Regions from separate parts of the Mus musculus genome. Here all the other regions are linked to region 1. Evidence: chromatin contacts called from public ChIA-PET and promoter capture Hi-C data. All regions are on one chromosome and are shown on one strand. Each heading gives the region's core, a stretch centred on a gene start, on an enhancer-like site or on the middle of the called end of the contact. The rest is flanking DNA. Distances are from core to core; before and after follow the strand shown. Region 1 has its middle 7.9 kb from the start of Gm52815. Region 2 overlaps Wdr19 (WD repeat domain 19). Region 3 holds the start of Wdr19 (WD repeat domain 19).

What was found. Promoter capture Hi-C pulls out the DNA fragments that hold promoters and counts their contacts. ChIA-PET counts read pairs in DNA pulled down with a chosen protein or histone mark.
Region 2: a contact with region 1 is called in an RNA polymerase II ChIA-PET map of memory CD8 T cells, with 24 read pairs. The contact joins two enhancer-like sites. A contact is called at or near these places in 7 of 39 promoter capture datasets (the C10 cell line, the SN4741 cell line, embryonic stem cells and 4 more) and 1 of 115 datasets of contacts at active chromatin or transcription factors (memory CD8 T cells).
Region 3: a contact with region 1 is called in a promoter capture Hi-C map of hematopoietic stem and progenitor cells, with 6 times the contacts expected there. The contact joins the promoter of Wdr19 here to the enhancer-like site in region 1. A contact is called at or near these places in 10 of 39 promoter capture datasets (the C10 cell line, the SN4741 cell line, embryonic stem cells and 5 more), 1 of 115 datasets of contacts at active chromatin or transcription factors (memory CD8 T cells) and 2 of 9 other capture datasets (adipose tissue and macrophages).

What each region holds. Positions count from the first base shown.
Region 1 is chr5:64,486,227-64,489,326 of GRCm38.p6, forward strand. No RefSeq gene overlaps it. Among named protein-coding and RNA genes, the nearest start is that of Gm52815, 7.9 kb to the right of the region's middle. Within about 2 kb of position 1,690, at least 114 of the 459 cell types and tissues checked have an H3K27ac peak or open chromatin away from gene starts, as enhancers often do. A contact at or near this core is called in adipose tissue, hematopoietic stem and progenitor cells and memory CD8 T cells, where this site is marked.
Region 2 is chr5:65,215,888-65,218,987 of GRCm38.p6, forward strand. It overlaps Wdr19 (WD repeat domain 19), which reads left to right. Exons shown (of 37, transcript NM_153391.2): 6 at 1-31. Among named protein-coding and RNA genes, the nearest start is that of Wdr19, 18 kb to the left of the region's middle. Within about 2 kb of position 1,639, at least 32 of the 459 cell types and tissues checked have an H3K27ac peak or open chromatin away from gene starts, as enhancers often do. A contact at or near this core is called in memory CD8 T cells, where this site is marked.
Region 3 is chr5:65,198,133-65,201,232 of GRCm38.p6, forward strand. It overlaps Wdr19 (WD repeat domain 19), which reads left to right and starts at 1,564. Exons shown (of 37, transcript NM_153391.2): 1 at 1,564-1,628. The coding sequence starts at 1,623.

The DNA of each region.
Region 1 (3,100 bases), core at 440-2,939:
ATTCAGGGATGCAGCTTCCATAGGGTTCTTATCCAGGATGGGATGGCATGTTGCAGTGATAAAGCTGTTTAGACATCACCCACACTTCTGTTACGGTTCATTCGTGCTCCTGTAAGCTCAATATACTAACTAGTTCAGCAAGCTTGACTTGAGTGGGCTCATTACCTTGGTCTGTCCCAATCTGGGGCAAATAAATGTTTATTTATCTCTTCCCAGAAGAAGAAATGCAACAAAACAGAAAAGATCAGTGAAACTTGAAGCTTTTTTTTTTTAAAGATTAAAGCGAACAAACTTTTACCTAGATTAGTAAGAGGGAAGAGTCAAATAAGCAATTGACATCATAAAATGAAGAAGACGTCACAGTTAGTACTGCAGAATCACAAAGCCTAAGAGACTGGGGTGAGCAGGATCTTCAACAAGCCGAACAACCTAGAAGAGATGGACAGGTTCCTCAGAACGACAGCCTAACAGGATGGAGCCACAGACAGAGACTGACGGATTAGTAACCAGTGTGGAGATGGAAGTATCTCCAGGACCTCACCCCGGCTTCCCAATGGTTCCCTGGTTCTTGTGATCTCAACTGACCTATTGTAGATGCTATAGGTAAGGTTTATTACAGAGTAATTGGAAACACTCTCACAGAGTGAGACTAGACAATGGCCAGAGAGACCATTACAAGGAGCTACACATTTAGTGTGACTCATAGCACTTTCTGAAGTCTCTGGGGGCAGAGAGCTTTCCCAAGGGGCATTTTCCTGCTTGAGTGACTGACAGGCCTATCTAGATGAATTCTTCAAGAGGAAGACAGTAACAAGTCTTTGTTCCTTACCAAAAGGCCTCCAGCAATCTTGGGATCTTTTTGGGTAGTTCAGACAGTCTCTCTTCCCCATGGCCAAAGATATGACTCTCACCCCATTTTTTTTTTCTGAAATCATGCATCAGCACAGATTAGCAAGAAGTAAAGAAAGAAAACTAAGCAAGTATAAGGAATAACCATGCTTTCTTTAGCAGAAGCAGGAAGGTCTTCCCTGCCTGGACCCCAAGAAAGCATGCTATGTCCCCCTTTCTCACCTATGTCTAATCCATAGTCCCCCGTCGTGGGATCTTAGATCTTGGGGGCAACTTGATATCTTCTCTCCATTTCCACATGCCTAAGAAGGTCAATTATGATGTTTCCCCCCTTTTATAAAACAGAGAGGCAAGATGGCGTCCAAAGCTGATTATGAAGGAGGAGGTTCATCCTCAGCAACCTTCAAGCTTGCTCATTTCTAAGTAGCAAACACTATCAACAATCATGAAGTCTGGAGCTTAGAAGAATGTGGTAATGTGCAGGACTAGAAGGGAGGGAGCCCTGTTTCGAGGTTGCATCCACACTTTTAAACTCTCCTGAAGTCTCTATGATAAGAGGAATCTAACCGAAACGATTGGCTTGCAAACATCTCGGCACTACTAAGTACAACACACACAGGGCCATTCTATCAAAGCCTTGAGTTAGAGGTCCGCTCTGAGAACCATGCTCTGCAGACCATGCTCTGAGGACCACGCCCCGCTGTGAGAAAAACAGAGCCGACCTCACACCTTGGTACCTCCCCGTCTTCAATAGATTAAAAAGGACTGCAGCAAGAGCTTGCAAGCCTCTCTCTCACTTCCTCTCTCTTGCTCAGGAGAACTGTGAGAACTAACTGTTGATCTGAAAGCAACCATGATTTGCTACAGAGGTGCGAGCTTGCACAGAGACCTGTGAAATCCCACAGAACACAGGAAGTGTCTAATTCCGCTGGATCGGGCTGGTGTCAAGGCAGCTGACAGCTTCAGAGCCAAGAGCCTCCAGAATCCTTTTTGGTAAGGAATGTCAGCTACAAGGGGAATCCCTACCTCACCATCTACACAGAGTTCAAAGGAAATGCAGATTTAATCATTTGGTTTCTGTGTGACTTTCAAGTCAAAGTGAAACTAGAATGTGAATATCAGAGCGTGTGAACCTTTTTGGTACGAAGCCTGGGTTCCCCTCTTACTGCTGCGGTGTGTAGAGGATTGTGCAATGTAATAGCAGCATCCAAGATACACAGGGTCTCTGCTTCGACTCTCAAGATGACTGCTGATGCTCGGAGCTGAGCTGCAGAGTGCAGCAGCTCATTGTTTGGGCCAGGAGTGTGCACGTGAAAAATGACTCGCCGCACACTCTGCTTCCATTCTGGTGCTCCGGGAATGGATTGACTTCAAAGAACTCTTTAAAAATTAAAGTTAGGGGGACTGGAGAGATGGCTCACTGGTTGAGATTACTGACCGCTCTTCCAGAGGAGCCAGGTTCAATTCCCAGCACCTATATGGCAGTTCATAACTGTCTGTAACTCCAAGATCTGACACCCTGATGCAGACATACATGCAAACAAAACACCAATGCACATGAAATAAAACTAAACTTAGAATGCCACCTAGCAGTAGTGAAACTAAGTTCAATCCCCAGAGCCATTAAATAAATATAATGCATGTATATGCATATATACATATACATAATCTATTTATAATTTATATTTCTCCATTGGTGAACAAAAGTTAGAATACATGTTCATTGTTAAAAATAAGAAACAGAACACGGGTGATGACCAACCTAAACATCACCAGTGTGGTCTTACACAAATAGGTTCCCTTTTCTTATTTCATTTAGAAACCCACTAAGCAATTGGTGTAATACTCCATTTAGAGCAAGAACACCACAGAGTTGTCTCTGATATCCACATAAATGCTATGACATGCTTGCCTCCCTATATACACACATCATGTATGTGTGTGTGTAAACACATACACACACACACACACACACACACACACACACAGAGAGAGAGAGAGAGAGAGAGAGAGAGAGAGAGAGAGAGAGAGAGATATTAAAAATAAATCTAGTACCAGAACCTGAGTTTGATCCCCCAAACCATGTAAAAAAAAAATCCAACCATGTGATGTATGCTTGTAATTCTAGCTCAGGGGAGGGAGAGCCAGGCAGACAGATCCCTTTGTCTGAAGAAAGAAAGTGGATGTCTCCATGGAAGGACACCTGAAGTTAACCTCTGACCCCCACAGGCATGCACATGCATATGAACAT
Region 2 (3,100 bases), core at 389-2,888, 730 kb after region 1:
TAGTAACCAGGAAGGCGACACAATAAGACAGGTAACACGCCACCATCTCTCTATGTGAGATGTTCATTTTTCCTTGTGGTAAACAGTTTTATGTCAGATTAATGTATAAAAGTTTATTTAAGTCACTGTGGAATATGCTTATAATTCCATATTTTTAAAGATGCTGATTTATTTTACTTTTGGTGTATGAGTGTTTGCCTGCAGTTATGTGTGTATACCGTGTGCATGCTTGGTGACCACTGAAGTCAGAAGAGGGTGTCGTCAGGTTTCCTGGAATTGGAGTTACAGATGTTTACTAGCCATCTGTGGGCACTGGGAACTGACCCTGGGTCCTCTGCAAGAGCAACAAGTGCTTCTAACTACTACGCCAGCTCTCCAGCCCCCAGTTTTATGTTTTAAGGATCAGAAACCTTTGTCTGTTCCCATGCATCCATACACACACACAGCACCCAGATACAAGTGGGCACACAAACTTTCACACTTGCATACGCACACACACACTCACACACACACACACACACACAAATCCTTTTTTACTAGGATTTTTTTCTTTAAGATTAATAAGTTAGCTATTAAAGGAAATATATTTTCCCCTTTGATATCAAATGGATTATCAGCTCTGTGGTTTCAGACAGTATGTTTGTGAAGTTTTATGCATGCATGCTGATAAAATGGTAAGAACTAGAGAACTGTGGACTCCAAATCAGGCTTCCTGAGTCTAAAGCTTTAATGGATATACCTTTAATGGATATGTTAAATAGTTTCCAAAGGAATCCTGACTAAATCTCAATTAAGATGAATTCCTTCTTCTGTTGAAATTTCCCAAACTTGATTTGATCCTAAGAGGATCTCTTCTTCAGAGAATCTGCATTGTCAATGGCTACCTAGCATCACCACTGGGAAAATTATTCCATGAACCACTATCTATTCCTCAGTACCCTGGTGTACTGTCTTTACAGTCCATACCTCAGTGCCCTACTGTACTGTCTGAACTAGGCTGCACTGACTGAAATACTCTTGGAATATCTGCTTAGGCACAGCACACAGATAAACCTTCCTTGGTCTGTACTGTACAGACAGTTGGAAATGTGATGTATTTGTCAGCTGTTGTTGTATAACAAAATATCTCAAAATGTAGGAGCTTGAAACATCAGTGTTTCATTGTTGTTGACAAGGAATCCAGATGCAGCTTCTTGGAGTGCCTCTGCCTCAGAATCTCCCACAAGGCCGTTTCTAAGCTCACTCACGTAGTGGTTGGTAGAGTTCAGCTCCTTGCAGATTTCTGTTCCTATACAGACTCACTCTATCCACTGTAAGTCCTGATTCCCTACCATGTGGATCTCTCCCATGGAGTGTGCTGGAGTTGAATGTGGTTTATCACCCAAGGTTTCGTTGTCTGAAGTTTGGTCTCTCGTCTACATACTGTGGGGACGTAGGGGAACCTTGGAGGAGTTGGAGCCTAGTAGGAGGTGATGGAGTGTGGACAGGAAGGAATTCATGTAGCTCTCTTGGGACTCTTATTTACAATTAAGCAAAGGTTGTTATGAAAGGTTCTTCACCTTCACGGGACTTTCCTATTCACACACACTCCTGCCGTGATACTAGGTAGTCTTCTAAAAGACACATGGCCTTTCATGATGAGTTACCAAATTTTGTGGTCCAGCTTTTATGCTTTATAGCTTTGGGAGGTGGTAACAACCAGTACACTTTAGACTGTGAATCTTTAAAAGACAGAAGACAACCTGAATAAGGCAGAGTGTGGGCAAATGTTATCACAGAGGTTGGGAGTGTGGCTCAGTTCACGAGGCTCTGTGCTCAGTCCTTAGGACCAGTAAATAAGTAAGTAAATAGTAACAGAATTATAAGTTTCGAATTATAGGGACTGTAAGAACATGACAGTTGTCGTGTTGTGGTTTCCTGTCTTTCTCATGTAGCAGTAAGGAAGTGGGTGGGTTACCCAGAATGCCATCTCCCTTCCATCTTAGCTTCTGGCCTTTTCCAGGACGCATCCTTACCTGCCAGCTGAAAGCTCCTGCCTCAGGGTTCTGTCTGCATTTCAGCCCCGGGAAAGGGAGAGAGGGAGGCAAAACATTAGAAATTAGTGGAGAAGCTGAGCCAAAAGCAGCCTTGTTGGTTTCCTTTCCTGTCATAGCCCAGCCATATGGTCACACCCACACGTGTGCTTGTGCACGCGTGCACATATGGTGGACATGAGTACACATGTGTGCTACAGCATGTGAATGGAGATCAGAGAACAATTTTGTGGGGTCAGTTCTCTCCTTCTGCCTTTATATGGAATCTGGGACTTAAGCTCAGGTCATTGGGTACATATGCTAAACACTTTTTGTCCACCCAGCCAAGTCACTGCCTCAAACTAGTATACTTTCTAAGATTCTTCTGGCCTTCTCAACGCTGTTTGCTCCGACATGAGCTCTAGTCACCTTGCAGTTTTGATCATTCTATTCTGCTGCCCTTTAGAAACAGAACATTAGATGCACTGTTTACTGCTGCCCCGCCCCCAATTCAGGTGCCCACACTGGACATCCCTGGTGTGTTCTTGCAGTTTTTGGTCCCCTGAGTCATGAATGACCTTGGGATACTTTTTTCTACAGAGCATCACAGGAGATCATTACGTCTTGCCAGTATTTGCATACAAGATAACTGTTTGCACTTTCTAACCTTAAGAAGTCTCCTTCTCAAAGTAGGCATACCACAGAAAGTGTCACTTGTAGGCAAAGCATACCGCGCACGTCTTGTCTCTTTTGCTGTGTGTCTGCTGTGGTTCAGAAAGTCATCCCTCTGTCATTTCTGTTCGCCCTGCTCAGCATCTATCTTGCTTCTGGAGGCTAGAGACTGTTCCGGTGGCTCTGTCTTGTCTTGGTTGTGCAGCTTTAGGGGTTGAACCTAGAGCTGTGTGCTGTGCCAGCGCCCTAACCCTGAGCTGCACCCCAGGCCATTATCCTTTGCATTTGAGACAAGGCCTCCCTTTGTAGCTCAGGCTGCCCTGGAACTCATTACAGAACCCAGGCTGGTTTTAAACACATGGCCATCCCTCTGCCTCGACCTCCTGGAAGTCTTAAATTGTGAAAATTCTATATTT
Region 3 (3,100 bases), core at 314-2,813, 710 kb after region 1:
TCTCTCCTTCCACATTATGCTGGCATTGTGCTGTTTCCTGGGGATTAAGTCGTCAAGCTGGGCAAAGAGGACCCTCCCCCACTGAGCCACCTCACAGCCCTCTGAACTCTTTTAATATCTATCTTCGGTTCTGTACTGTTGTTCACACCCATTATGTATATACGTTGCTAGACTTGTAGCTGCATTCCATTTTGAGAGGTACTCATGAAAATGGCACTGCTCTTTTATTTCAAATCTGCTTATTACTGATATGGAGGGGTGTGACTACTCTTTGTGTATTAAGATTGTATCCTGGAGGCTTGGTATAATTAGCTCTACCTCTACCCCACATCCCTCCCTCTCTTCTACTGATTCTGTACACTCTCAGTCATGTCATCTGCAGTTTTCCCACCTCCTTCCTCAATCAGTATGCTTCTTTTTCTCTCCTTATTGCATTAACTAGGACTTCCACCAGAATTGAGAAAGAGTCACAAGAGGGGACATCCCTGCCTTGTTCCTAATGGGACTACTTTCAAGATTCTTAGCATTAAGTACATCAGCCTTAGGCTATTTGGAGATACTGTTTACAATTTCTATGGTACAGGGTTTTGTTGTCTTGCTTTTTCTTGTTGGGTTTTGTTTTTTGAGAATTTTGAGGGTTTGTTTTATGTTCAGTTTTGTCAAATGCTTTGTTATTATAGCTACTGATGCAACCATGTAGGTTTTTTGTTTTTTTTTTGTTTGTTTTTGATTAGCCTGTTACTATTGTGACAGAGCAAGACAATGCAGAAGTTTCTCCATCTTGTATTCTTGCTGAGGCCATTTTAGGTTTGACTACAATTTTATCTCATGGACGAGAGTCGCTGTGAAAAATTACCCAACTCTATTCTAGGAACCCGAGGTGATGATGCCCAGCTAGCCAACCTTAGCTACTGTGCAGAATCCCACTCCCTCCCTCCAGCCAACTTTTAATGCTTAGCTTCCGCTAAACTTCTTGTTTACCAGGCTCAAATACTACAGGCGAGTTCTTTTCTTTATTTTTTTCAACTATTCCTCCCCGATCACACTAGCTAAAATTGTCTTAATGGTCCTGAAAGAAAACGACTCCTCATACCTCACCTCCGTTAGGGCAAAATCAAAAATAAAAACCCTGCAAGAAAAAAAAATGAGGAATGATACATTAGTTTCTCCAAGCCTTTTTTACAAGTGGATCTTGTAGAAGCCGTCTGGCTCATGAGCCAATTCCTGCCTCCTACTTGCCAACCTCTGGGTCCAGCTTTTTTCCCCCCGGAATTCCTTTACAACCGCTCCTAGGCCAGTGGTTTCTGCTCACATAGCTCAAGACCCTTTCTGTCCATAGGGCCCGCCTGCCTCGCAGCCTCACCCAATCAGAGCTCAGGCAGGAAGTTGACCAGCCCTCGTAGCATTCAACTTCCCGGAGCTTAGCTCCACCTCCATCACGTGACTCTACCCACCCTGCCCATCTCTCTCAAAGGAGGGCTCCGGGGGCAGCTCCGCCCCACGCTCGCTGATTGGTCGCTGTTTGCACGGTCTCCTGGGTGACGAGAACGCGGTAGCGGGGCGGGGGTGTTCTGTTGCGCCTGCGCACTTACAAGAACGGGGGTGTCGCTGGAGCCTTTGAAATGAAGGTAAATAACTTACAAGTGCCAGCGGATTGAGAAGATGTGGCAGCCTCTGTATTTCCTAAACTCTCGGAGCGCGACTCTGAGGAGTTTGTGTCCCTGTCCCTCCGCGGAAGTGCTGAGGATAGAGGAATGAGCTCCGGGAGCGGGCGGGAGGGGATGATGGGCTTGTAAGGATGCAGGGAAAGGAAGCTCTGGAGAGCGGGCTGAGGGAGGCCTGTGCCCTCTGGAATCTGGTAGAAGCCTGATCTGAGTACGCCCGAACTACCGGTATCGCTACCGATTTCTTGTAGCTTAATCCTGGGCAAACCAAGCCACTGGCCCAGAGCCCTAGGGAGAATCAAAAGTCTCTAAAACAGTCATCAAGAATTACTTGGCCTGTGACCTGTCCGGTATGCAGAGCCCTGGTCGCTAGAACACATGATGGAGAAATCTGCACACCTGTGTGCGTCCTCCACTGCACGCAGGTTTTCTGATTGGGTTTGTTGTGAATTCCACAGGGGCAGCCGCTGCACTCCTGTGATTTACCTCAGAGGTACTTACCCCCGCACTGCTCTGACAAAGAAATGGAAACACCGAGTTTAAAATGGTTTCAGCTTTCCTAAAGCTTCACTGTAGCTCTTGTGTGTCCATTGGAATTGGCAGATAACTTTGCATGATTCACTTTCTGGTGTGTCGGAAAGGAGTAAATACTATTCTCTTTACAGTTAAGTTAACCGTGACCTGCAACAAGCAAACCTTTTTGCTGTTCTAGGAAAGCTGTAACTTTTATCTGAGTTGTACCTAGAACCGATATAACTCTGTGGAAGAAAACTAACCTGTAAGATTACAGCCCAAGACAGATCTGCCATGAAAGGAATAGAATCAGGTTTAAGGACGATGTATTCCCAAACTCGCAGAAGTAAGATGGTCTAGAATACGTTGAGTGAGTGTACGTGCTGGAAAAAACCTGTGTGTGCTTGGCATCATAGCGCACCTCTATCTTAAGTTGCGATTCCAGGACACAGGCTTTCGGGAGATGGGCATTTATTCAGATAGCATTGGAGGAGTTGTGTTGTCACTCAGATTCAAGTCTTCAGCTACAGTATCTAAGCTGCATCTACCTAGATAAGGGTGTGCTTGATTAATCTACAGTATTTAAAACTAATATTTTTCATCTAGGGTCATGTTCCTGAGTATTCTAGAATGTAGCAGTCTGATATAAGAATAATATAAGTCAATGAAATTTCAAATTTTTAACTTATAACAACAATAAAATTGTTTAAAAAAAACAAATAACATTGTGATAATACAGTTTGTTTTGCCGAGTATCTCCAAAATTTGTATCAGCATCTAACAGAAAAAATACCAATAAAGCCAGCATTCATTGGTAGCAATGAATCAGCCCACGCCTTTAATCCCAGCACTCTGGGGCTAGAGGCAGGTGGATCTCTGTGAGTTTGAGCTTAGTCCTATCTATATAGTGAGTTTCAGGGCAG